Regions from separate parts of the Sus scrofa genome. Here region 2 is linked to region 1. Evidence: chromatin contacts called from public HiChIP or PLAC-seq data. All regions are on one chromosome and are shown on one strand. The core of a region is the stretch at or near the end of the contact, and the rest is flanking DNA. Distances in the headings are between cores, read along the strand shown.

Evidence for each region. HiChIP or PLAC-seq counts read pairs in DNA pulled down with a chosen protein or histone mark.
Region 2: an H3K27ac HiChIP or PLAC-seq map of alveolar macrophages shows a contact between it and region 1. The contact joins two enhancer-like sites. A contact is called at or near these places in 1 of 5 promoter capture datasets (liver), 2 of 47 Hi-C or Micro-C datasets (embryonic fibroblasts and retroperitoneal adipose tissue) and 2 of 2 datasets of contacts at active chromatin or transcription factors (alveolar macrophages and skeletal muscle).

Annotation. Positions count from the first base shown.
Region 1 is chr10:65,795,393-65,800,378 of Sscrofa11.1, reverse strand. No RefSeq gene overlaps it. Among named protein-coding and RNA genes, the nearest start is that of AKR1E2, 100 kb to the right of the region's middle. Within about 2 kb of position 3,253, at least 14 of the 83 cell types and tissues checked have an H3K27ac peak or open chromatin away from gene starts, as enhancers often do. A contact at or near this core is called in alveolar macrophages and retroperitoneal adipose tissue, where this site is marked.
Region 2 is chr10:66,470,039-66,474,935 of Sscrofa11.1, reverse strand. No RefSeq gene overlaps it. Among named protein-coding and RNA genes, the nearest start is that of KLF6, 16 kb to the left of the region's middle. Within about 2 kb of position 2,690, at least 53 of the 83 cell types and tissues checked have an H3K27ac peak or open chromatin away from gene starts, as enhancers often do. A contact at or near this core is called in alveolar macrophages and retroperitoneal adipose tissue, where this site is marked.

The DNA of each region.
Region 1 (4,986 bases), core at 2,004-4,503:
GCAAAAACCTTGAGGATACTGGAGTTCAGGATGGGGAACCCAGAAAGCAGATCCTACTGAAGGAGGCAGAAGAGCTGATCCAAACTGCTTCCCACTCCCAGCCTTGTGTCCTCTTCTGTAAGTTGAGGCTAATAAGAACCCCTTTCCACCGCGATCGTGGGAAGGATAACACTGGTTACTGCATCCTGGTCCTGAGGACTGTGACTGTCAGAAAACCTCTGCTCACTAAGCCTTAACTACTGTGCCCGTCTCCCCCCTCCCGGCTCCCCTTAGCCCTGTACCCAACCGCTCACTAAGCCTTAACTACTGCGCACGTCTCCCCCTCCCAGCTCCCCTTAGCCCTGTACCCAAGCTGTTACCACACCGGCTTCTTACTTCAAAGCCCATCGCTAATTTTACCTTCAGGGTATGCTAGAGGCTTAAATAAAATCATTTACAAGGCTCTTTCATTTACCTGTAGCAAGAGACCATTCCTTTGAAAAAGAAGAAATAGCTACGTTGGTTCTCCCAGATGTTTTTACACCGAGGTGAAGGCATCACAAAATCTTCTGTGGATTTTCAGTTAATTTATGGAAACTTTTCTCCCCTAAAATATCTGAATTAAAACATTTAGGAGTTTCTTTTCTTTTCAAGACTGATTTTTTTTAAAGAGAGCTGATTATGTGCTGTTAACCATTTCAAAACTCTTATGTTTTATATGGTTTTCTTTTAGAAATGTAATCCTCTCTGCTGAAAGGCTTATAGGTTACTAGAATTAATTTTTAAAAAGATATCAGAATGTGCGTGGTGACCACGTCACAGTTAACAGAGGAGTAATTCCGTTTGTCTCTGGTGGCTTGGATTTTGCCTCTAAGTAATTCACGTGGGTAATGAAGACACTGTTTTTCCAGAGAGAATCAGTCTCCAAGGACGAGAGTTTCTGAGTTGGGATCTCGGGACCTGTCATAGTTTACATCATCTGATGGACTCAGTGGCAAGATTGACGATGGTCGTTATTAAGGAGTTCCCATAGCGGCTCAGTGGTAACAAACCCGACTGGTATCCATGAGGACACGGGTTCGATCCCTGGCCTCAATCAGTGCGTTAAGGCTCCAGTGTTGCCATGAGCTGTGGTATAGGTGGCAGTTGCAGCTCAGATCCCACATTGCTGTGGCTGTGGTGTAGGCCTGCAGCTGCAGCTCCGATTCAGCCCCTAGCCTGGGAACTTCCACATGCCACAGGTACAGCCCAAAAAAGACACACACACACACACACACACACACAAAAAGATTGTCATTATTAAGCTTCCAATCTGACTTTTATATCCATTAATTTATTCAGAGCCAAGTACATAGGTTTTATTAAAGAAAAATGCCCTGAATATATCTGCTGATAGGTTTAGTACTTATTGACTATATGCTATGCTCTTTGTGATAGAAGGATTCCAGCTGATCCAACACTGACCCTTCTCTCAAGAAGCGTGATAAAAATATGCATGTAAAACTAACAGCGTGATAAGGTGGAAAATATCCCAGTGGATATGGAAGTTTGGCAGAAGTACAGAGATAAATATATGTGCTATTTCTGCATTTCATGTCCAGAATTTTAAAAAAATCAACACATTCTGTTTTAGAGATAAGGTTACTAAGAGTATTAAGAGCACAAAAAGGAATGGAAAAACATGGTTATATGGCTGTTCCGGGCCAAAAATATCTGTCTCACCACTTTTTAAATGATGGGTTAATTTTTGAAAATAAACATCAGTTTAATCGATGATGTCTCACCTTTCATTTTTATTTTTTAGATCTGACACGTTGATCCTGAGGATATGTCTGATGAGCAAGCTGGCAAGTGCTTCTAATTTTACCTGGTAAAATAAAATGCCCCCAAACCACCTTGGCTAGTGTAGGGGAAGAAGAATAAAGTCTAAAACGCAATACCTGTTCCTCTTACACATCTTGACCCCTCCACACGGCCTTCACATAGTGCGCTACACATATTATTGAAAATCTGTTGTCATGAGCACTTGCAGACACTCTCCCAAGAACAACCACCACAAACCCAAACGGTTGCCGGATGAGCCGCGGTTTCCCCTTGTGCCAGCCAGGCTGACAATCACCATGAGCCCATGTCCACCACAGGGCAGGTCATGGGAAACAGTTGCTGCGAGTTAGTTAGACTTGCTCAATGTCAGTGTTTAGGGATTAATTTCATTGCTTGAGTTATTTAGATCACGATGGCAATAAAGATTTCAGAAAGCTATTGGGAAACATTTCCTTTAGGGAAGGAGGAACATGAAAACAGTCAAGAAGGGAACTGATTCATGCAAGAAACCTCTGTGTATAAAGCATTGTTTGTGTTACATTCACTGAAACAATGACGAGTGAAAGGACACTTAAATATGGGCAGTCAAGCCTTATTAGAACAGTTAGTGACTAATTACAGTTCAACACGCAAACATTTAGCTGTCTGTACCCTATGTGAATAAGCAAAGTATTTTTAAAGCCAACAACAAACACAAATAATACATTCCAATAAAAACGGCTTCTCTCGGATAACCACCACAACACAGAAATAATAGCACAAGCAATGGAAAAGTTTCTAAGTTCCCAAAAGACAATGGACAGACTTGTTCCACCCAGGCTTGCTTTGATATTTGTAGGAATAACTAACCCATCTATGCTAATGCACCATTAAACTTTTATCAGATCATCATCAGAACGCATGGGGATTAAAAATCATTTCAGCTGAATAATACATGCTAAAATGTACATCATCTGTGTTAAGCTAGTCGTAATCATTTGGCCAACGTACTTCAAAGGCTTGATGGACATCCGCCCGTTTTGAACTTAAGCATGAATATCTTGGCAACACAAGGGGAACGCTTTCATCACACTGAAAGGCAATACGAGCTATAAATGTGGGACATCTCAGCTTCCATCTGAGTAAGTCCTCAGAATTGCGACATTCACCAAGCAATAAATCCCTTGAGTTGTTGTTCAGACGCCCTCGCCCTCGATGCGTCTGAAGCAACTTCTCTGAGTGTTTTGTCTTGAGAGTTCTTTATCCTTCTATTCTTAGATCCTTCATAATGCGGGATACCCTTCCCTCCTGTAGCCTGGGTTCTCACACTTAGTCTTCCTTTTGTTAAAACCTAAGCAGCTCTTCAATTCACACTGAGGCATGGAGGGCTGCTTCCATCCGTGTGGGCTATCCCTTCCTGAGGCATAACTGAGGGAGAGGAATGCAGTTCAGTCTCTGCTGGAGACTGGCGAAGAGGAAGCTCTGCGGGGACTCCCCACCGCCCCCCGCTTGCCCGAACATTCTGCTCAGAGTAATAGCCAGGCTACGCACCCACCTGTGGCGTCAGCTTCCCATTCTGCTCCCTTTTTGACAATAAGAAGCCATGAGGATGCTTTTTGAAAGCTTTAATCTCTTATTTATCCCATGTGGATTTGGCCTTGGCAGAGAAACCACTTATGTATTCTTATATTTTTGTTTAATATTATTGCACTTCAGTCTCATAATCTTTCTCCCTTTTGCAAATTGAAGAGAGACTTTATACGATGCTTGGAAGAGAAGAGAAGACACCTTTGCAGATAAGATATGGATGGTTTTCTTATAGCATCTTTAAGAATAACTGTTAGGAACACAATACCCTTCACTTATCTCGGGTTTTCAATGAGAAAATACCTTTTTGGTTCGTAAAGAGAGACTACCACCATGGAGCCAAGGGATACACTGTGTTTAGGAGGGGGTCCCCTCATCTGAAATTATTTATTTCACGGTCTTCCAGAAGCGCCCAATTATCCGTCCCTAAAAATGTGCCCCCTGGGGCTCAGCACAGCCCCGCAGTAATGATGGTCAGACCCACGGGTGGCCCACACCATCGTCCTCGACCAGTACCGCATGAAAGAGCTCCTGGGTGGCTTTGTGACCTTAACAGACAGCTGAAAGGAGGACGGTGAAAAAGTGCAGGTCCATACACAGCGGGGCAGGGGAAAGACAAAGCCTAGAGTCACAGTGAGGCAGCTCCAGGAAGTAATCTCTTGGTTGAGGGGTTCTCAGGAAGAGAAAGGGAGGCAGACAGAGACGGCTGTGTCTCAGAACCTGTTCTGCCTGCATCAGTACAGGAAAGAGGAAAACTGGGAAAGAGCGTCCCACCCTCCCTCAGACAATGGTCGGCTTTATAATAGGATTGCATCTCAACCATCTTTAAGGAGCAGCACTTAGCATAGCTCATGACTCATGTCAGAGATACGATAAATATTTGTTGAGTGAGGGAATGAATACAATAATATAGTTTTAATTTTAGGATTTCCTGGCATTCCATGAAGACATTTTATGGTTTCACGTACGCAATAACATCTCAAGATGTACTGGATGTACCAGATTTTTTTTTTTTTTTTGCATTTCCATTAAAATGTAGGAAAACAAAAGAGCAGGAAATTTTTACATTTCCATTAAAAATGTAGGAAAACAAAAGAGAGCCAGCTGTGACTATTTATAGTGTGCTGAGAAATATTCCACAGAAATCGCTACCCAGTGATTTTTTTTTTTTCATTGGAAGAGTGTTGAGACAACTAGAGGGAAGCACTAAAAATGACAAAGCATTTCCTTAGAAATTATGAGGGAAAAAAAAAGTCCTGAAGAGCAGGGGAAATTTTAGTATTTAAAAAGATATTTTGACATAAATTGTGGATTGATCCCATTTAAAAGTAATCTTCACAGACTTAAGCCCAACAACGAAACACTGTGTTAGGAATACGACTCAGTGGTCAGATTCAGGGTTGAATTCAACATAGCACAGCTAAGAACAGCACACACACACGGAATAAACCAGCTCAAGTTCTCCAAGGGCTGGATTTGCAGCTCTTACCACAGATGGCAATTACGTATCTCACCACAAGAAAAGCGCATGACTGAAGCCTCATGTCCTTCTCTTCCTGATCGTGAGCATTTGAATGCTTTGGAGAGGAGTTCCCACTGTGGCTCGGCAGAAATGAA
Region 2 (4,897 bases), core at 1,441-3,940, 680 kb before region 1:
TTCTGGCCGCGTGGCTTGGCAAGGGCAGGCTAAAAATCCACCCCGGGCTTCCCTCCAAAAGCATCCTTACGTTGTGATGATCCACATCTTATTTGCATTCAGGAGAATTCTAGCCCCGCGTCTACCCTGCTGCCTGTCCGCGTTAAGGAAGTGTTTGCTCTGGGCTGTAAAGAATGAGTAACTGGGCGAGACCCCGCTGTCCGGCCACCCGGAGCCCAAGGTGGCCTCCTGGGAGAGGTGCGCACAGCTGAGTCAGACTCGGGGTGACCGGCAGCTGATGGAGCTGATAGTGCGACACTCCTGGCTCCTTCTGTGCTTTGTGAACGCTGTTTAAAATGCTGCTGCCTCACGACGGCGGAAAATACGTGTGACTCCTCGTTGCTCCTGAAGCCTGGTGGGGGGTGTGGACACTGGAGAATGGCTCTGGCACCGGGCACAGTCTGGGGAGGCTGCAGTGGGCTCATCTGAGGTTTCCGTCTGTTTAGGAACCATGGGTCCATCCTTGCTTTTAGGAATAATTTGGATCTCTGGCTCCCATGCAGAACCGAAGAAATCCAGTCTACACCTGAATTGCCTAATCTCACTGAGAGCTGTGGGCTGGCCTAGAACTGGGGCAGTTGTGTCCTTCTTTGGCTCAAATTAAAGCAACAGTCAGCTCATCCAGTGGTTTCTGGCCGTGCCTGCTGCCTCCAGGCCCTCTCCCGGCCTGTTCCCTCTGGGCAGCGTCAAGGGACCGTGGAGGGACAGGGGTCTACATGGCACTCTCATTTCCTATCCTACAGTCTCAAAATCCCTCCAGGCTGAACCGCTTAGCTGGGAGTCTAAGCTGCAAGCTTTCCAATGCCCCAGCCCCTGCGGTTAGGTTAGCGCTGCTGCTCACCCCTCGACTTCCAGGCCTAGAAAGCCGTAAAGAGCGGTGGATCCGCATCTTCTCTGCTGTCTTATCTCCCATGACCCTGGCTTTGCTCAGACTTCCCTTCCCAGGAGCATCCTTCCTCCCCCGATGGCTTCGTGCCCCCCATCCCTGGTCCCACAGCACTTCTCCTCTGCGTGTCTGCAGCGCCCTGAGGCTCATGAGCTGCGGGTTGATGACTGTCACGTCTGTGGCTGTGGCGCCTGTACGGCCGTCTTCAGTGAAGGGTGTCTGAGGTTTCCCTCCCTCCCAGCGCACCCGGGGACCCATGGTTTGGTCAAAAGAGCTTCCCAATGTGAGACCACGAGCCAGCCTTGCTGTGGTCTCGGTTCCCTCATCTGTGGCCTGGGGATGCTCAGACTCATTTCATAGATTCTCCCGGTCTGCAGACCGAGGGTGCCTCCCGCCAGCTCCTGACACCCCTGGGAAAACGGCTCATTCTGTCTCCCAGGAGAGCTCCTCAGAGGGGTGGTTCTGCCCATCTGTTAAGAGTAGCACCAGGAGTTCCCGTCATGGCTCAGCAGGTCAGGAACACAACAAGTGTCCATGAGGATGTGGGTTCGACCCCTGGCCTTGCTCAGTGGGCTAAGGGTCTGGTTATTGCTATGGCTGTGGCGTAGGCCAGCAGCTTCAGCTCCGATTTGATCCCTAGCCTGGAACGTCCATATGCCAGGGTGCAGCCCTAAAAAAATCACCCCCAAAGGAAAAACAAACAGCGGAAACAAGAAATAAGAGTAGCCCCATCCAGGGGCTATTGCTAGTGTTTCAGATTTGGGGTTCTGAACGGTATGCAGTCACGTTGCTCGCCTCTGGACCCTGAGCCCCCCCGGGCCCCGCCAGACAGACAAGCCAGAACTGGGCATCTTGGCAAACAACGAGCCTCTGTGTCTGTTGCGGTGGTTGTCCACACTGATGCTACTTGGGGGCCCGGTCTTCCTCGTCATCATCTACTTGGTGCTTCCTGGCTCCGAAAGGGCAGCCCCCGTCACGGCCGGGGCTTGTCCACGGTCTGGGTCCAAGTTGACCCAGTGACAGTCACCTTCAGAAGAAAAAAACAGAACAAACACACTAGAGCTTAAAAACACGGTTTCCCCTTCAGAACTGATTTTCAATCTTTTTGGGCAAAAAGAGACGTCTTACAACATTTTAATTTGTTTTTCTATGTGACATTGAGGAAATGAGATTCATGTAGTGACACGAATTACTGGGGGAAGACGGGGGTCAGGAAGAACATTCGCGTGTGAGTGTGTGTGTGTGTGTGTCCCATCCACTCCTCTATGCTCGGAATGAAATGGTTCTTGGAACCCCGGGTAGAGCCCCTCCCAGACGCACTGAAGGAAGTGCATGGCTCTGTGTGTCCCTAAGCACATTAGCAGATGTGCCTGTCCCGTCGTGGAGGGGCTGGCAGGGAGAGCTTTGGCTGCGGGTGTGGAACACACACTCGGCAGCACATGGTAAAACTTCCCTTCGTGTCACAAGGGGCAGAGCGTTTTGAGGGGCTCCTTTGGGCTTGTTCTGAGGGCCAGACGAGCTGGCAGCCGGGGAGGCTGGGGCAGGCTGGCTGCCGGGGTGATTCTACGTGGCCGTGGCCGTGCTCCGGGGATACCCGAGGAACTAGTCTTCACGCCGGGCCTGTAAGAACCAGCAGCTTTGTTGCACGCTGCAGGCTGTGAGCTTCCCAGGCGTGGTCAGCCGGCCCGGCAGGAAACACACTCACAGGCGAACAACCTTCGGCACCCACTCCCGACTTTCAGTTCTGAGGACAGTGAGTTCCCGGTACAAGGGAGTGGAAGCTGATGTCACCACAAAGCTATTGCCTTGCTTTGCAATCAGCAAGTGCGTTCAAAGTCCTCCAACGGGCGCGCACACACACACACACACACACACACACACACACACACACACACGCTGAAAAGCGTGTTTCCCAGTAGTCAGGGGCAACTTTTTATAAACAGATGTTCCGAAGGCCAAGTAAACAAAATACAAAAACATGCACGGTTCCGTTCAAGAATGCCGCCGGCAGTTACGTGTGCGCTGTGACCCTATTTTCGCTCACCGCTTTCCCGGAAGATGTTGTGAGGAATGAAATCCAAAATTAGCTCTAGGCCAAGAGTGAGTAATTTCAACAGGCACTCTGCAATGGCTTGTGCGCTTTGGAGCCATATATGGGTGAAAGTAACCATTTCAACAGGAAGCAGAAAAAAAAAATAAAAGGAAAACTTTTTGCACAAAACAGAAAAATTCTTAAACTTTCATCTGTGAAAGTGTTCAAATTCCCAAGGCGTGCGGAGTGAAACTCCAGGTAGTTTTTAAATTTGTTTTTATAAAATGTATTTGAAATGCTTCACTAACTTTCAGGGCAGAATCAGGAAACGTTGCTTCCATTAATTATTATTAAATGGTTGGCTAGCGTTTCACTTCTGTGTATGTTCTCTTTCTCATAACTAAAAACTAGTGAACATTTAATTGAATTTTGATGATAATCTTAATAGCATCATCGTACATTTACTCCTTAAAGCAATTTCATGTTTGCAAATTGCTTTTGCATTCCTTTTAGCTAGTTACATAACTTACTTGCTCAAAGAGTAAAATTAAATTCCCACTAATGGAACGGGGTTTTTGCTTTTTCAGTGTAAACACAAATGTGTCAAGCAATGTAAGGAAAATGGCTTGTTTCGATATGGATTCGCCCGTCCTTATTACTAAGTGTCTTTCGGTTTCTGTCAGACCTCAAGCTGCCTGCCTGGGCATCGGGGTGGGCATGGCAAAGGAGTTCTGAGAGAGGGCACTTCCTGGCAGGCCCTCCGTTGATTTCATCATCTAGACTCTCGCCCGCTGATCCCCGTGACAGCCAGGTCAGCATCAGGTCAGAGTCCAGAAGGGGTTCCTCTCTTGGTATTTGGAAGGACCTTGCAGGGGTCCCCCATATTTAATAATCACCTGGACGGACGCATCGATTTCCAAAGAGCATGCCACTGCGGAACAGCAGCCCAGGGGAGAAGCTCGATAAGTGCCCTCTTGACTGGGCACTGAAACTCTTAGTAAGAAACTCCTGGTGTCCAGAGCCGTAGAGGCACACTCCACTCTGGGTAAACTCTTAAAGAACGGCTACGCGTGAGAGTTATTATTATTATTATTATTATTATTAACCTTTTAAAGACATAAAACCCATCTCTCTGCAGGGCTCCTGTGCTTAGGCTCAGCCTCCAGGCGGCCAACCTCAGGGTGGGGCTGCGGTGGGAAGGCCGCGGGAGGCACAGCGAGCTGGGCTGTTGTCCTGGGGAGGTGCTGCGGGCTCCTTGCAGGCAGAGGTCGGTTATGGGACTTTAGCAGCAGATTTCAGCACCCTGCTCTTATCTCTTTGCCATCAGTTTTGTCAAAATGTTAAAAATCACCTATCTGGAGACACCGTGTGGAGGAGAGAGGGGACCTTTGTTTAGGTAGGAGCGTCCTCCTAACTCAGCCCAGCAACCTTTCCCTTTGAAGATCAGCCCCTTGCCCCCCTGGAGATGCCTCTGGGGCCGCAGTGCTGAGAGCCTCAGGAGGTTCCGAGATATTTTGAGGACTTTAACCTCCAACCGGTGTCCGCGTCCAGCCCTCCTCCTCCACCGTGGGTGGGTCGGGAGAGGTGCCCTAGGCCATCCAGCCTGCAGCTTCTCTGCCACCCAAACGCGTCTCCCCGGAGGGTTCTTCCCTTAACTCCTCTCTGCCGACACTTTTCCCAGCTGTGTGGACAGTGGCTGCCCGGAGGGCATCCCCGCTGAAGACAAGGCACCTTCCTCAGGCCCCCACCCGGGTTCTCCTTGAACCGCGTCTCCCGCTTGGAATAGGCCAGATGGGGGCGTGCTCCGTGGCTCGTGGAATCTGTCCTGGTAAAATGTACAACTTACTGAACAAAAACCTCTGCTTAAAAAAAGAGATTTTCCTTGTATTCTTCGATTCTACAAAGAGGCAGAAGTGGAAAAAAAATGTCCTGAGAATTGG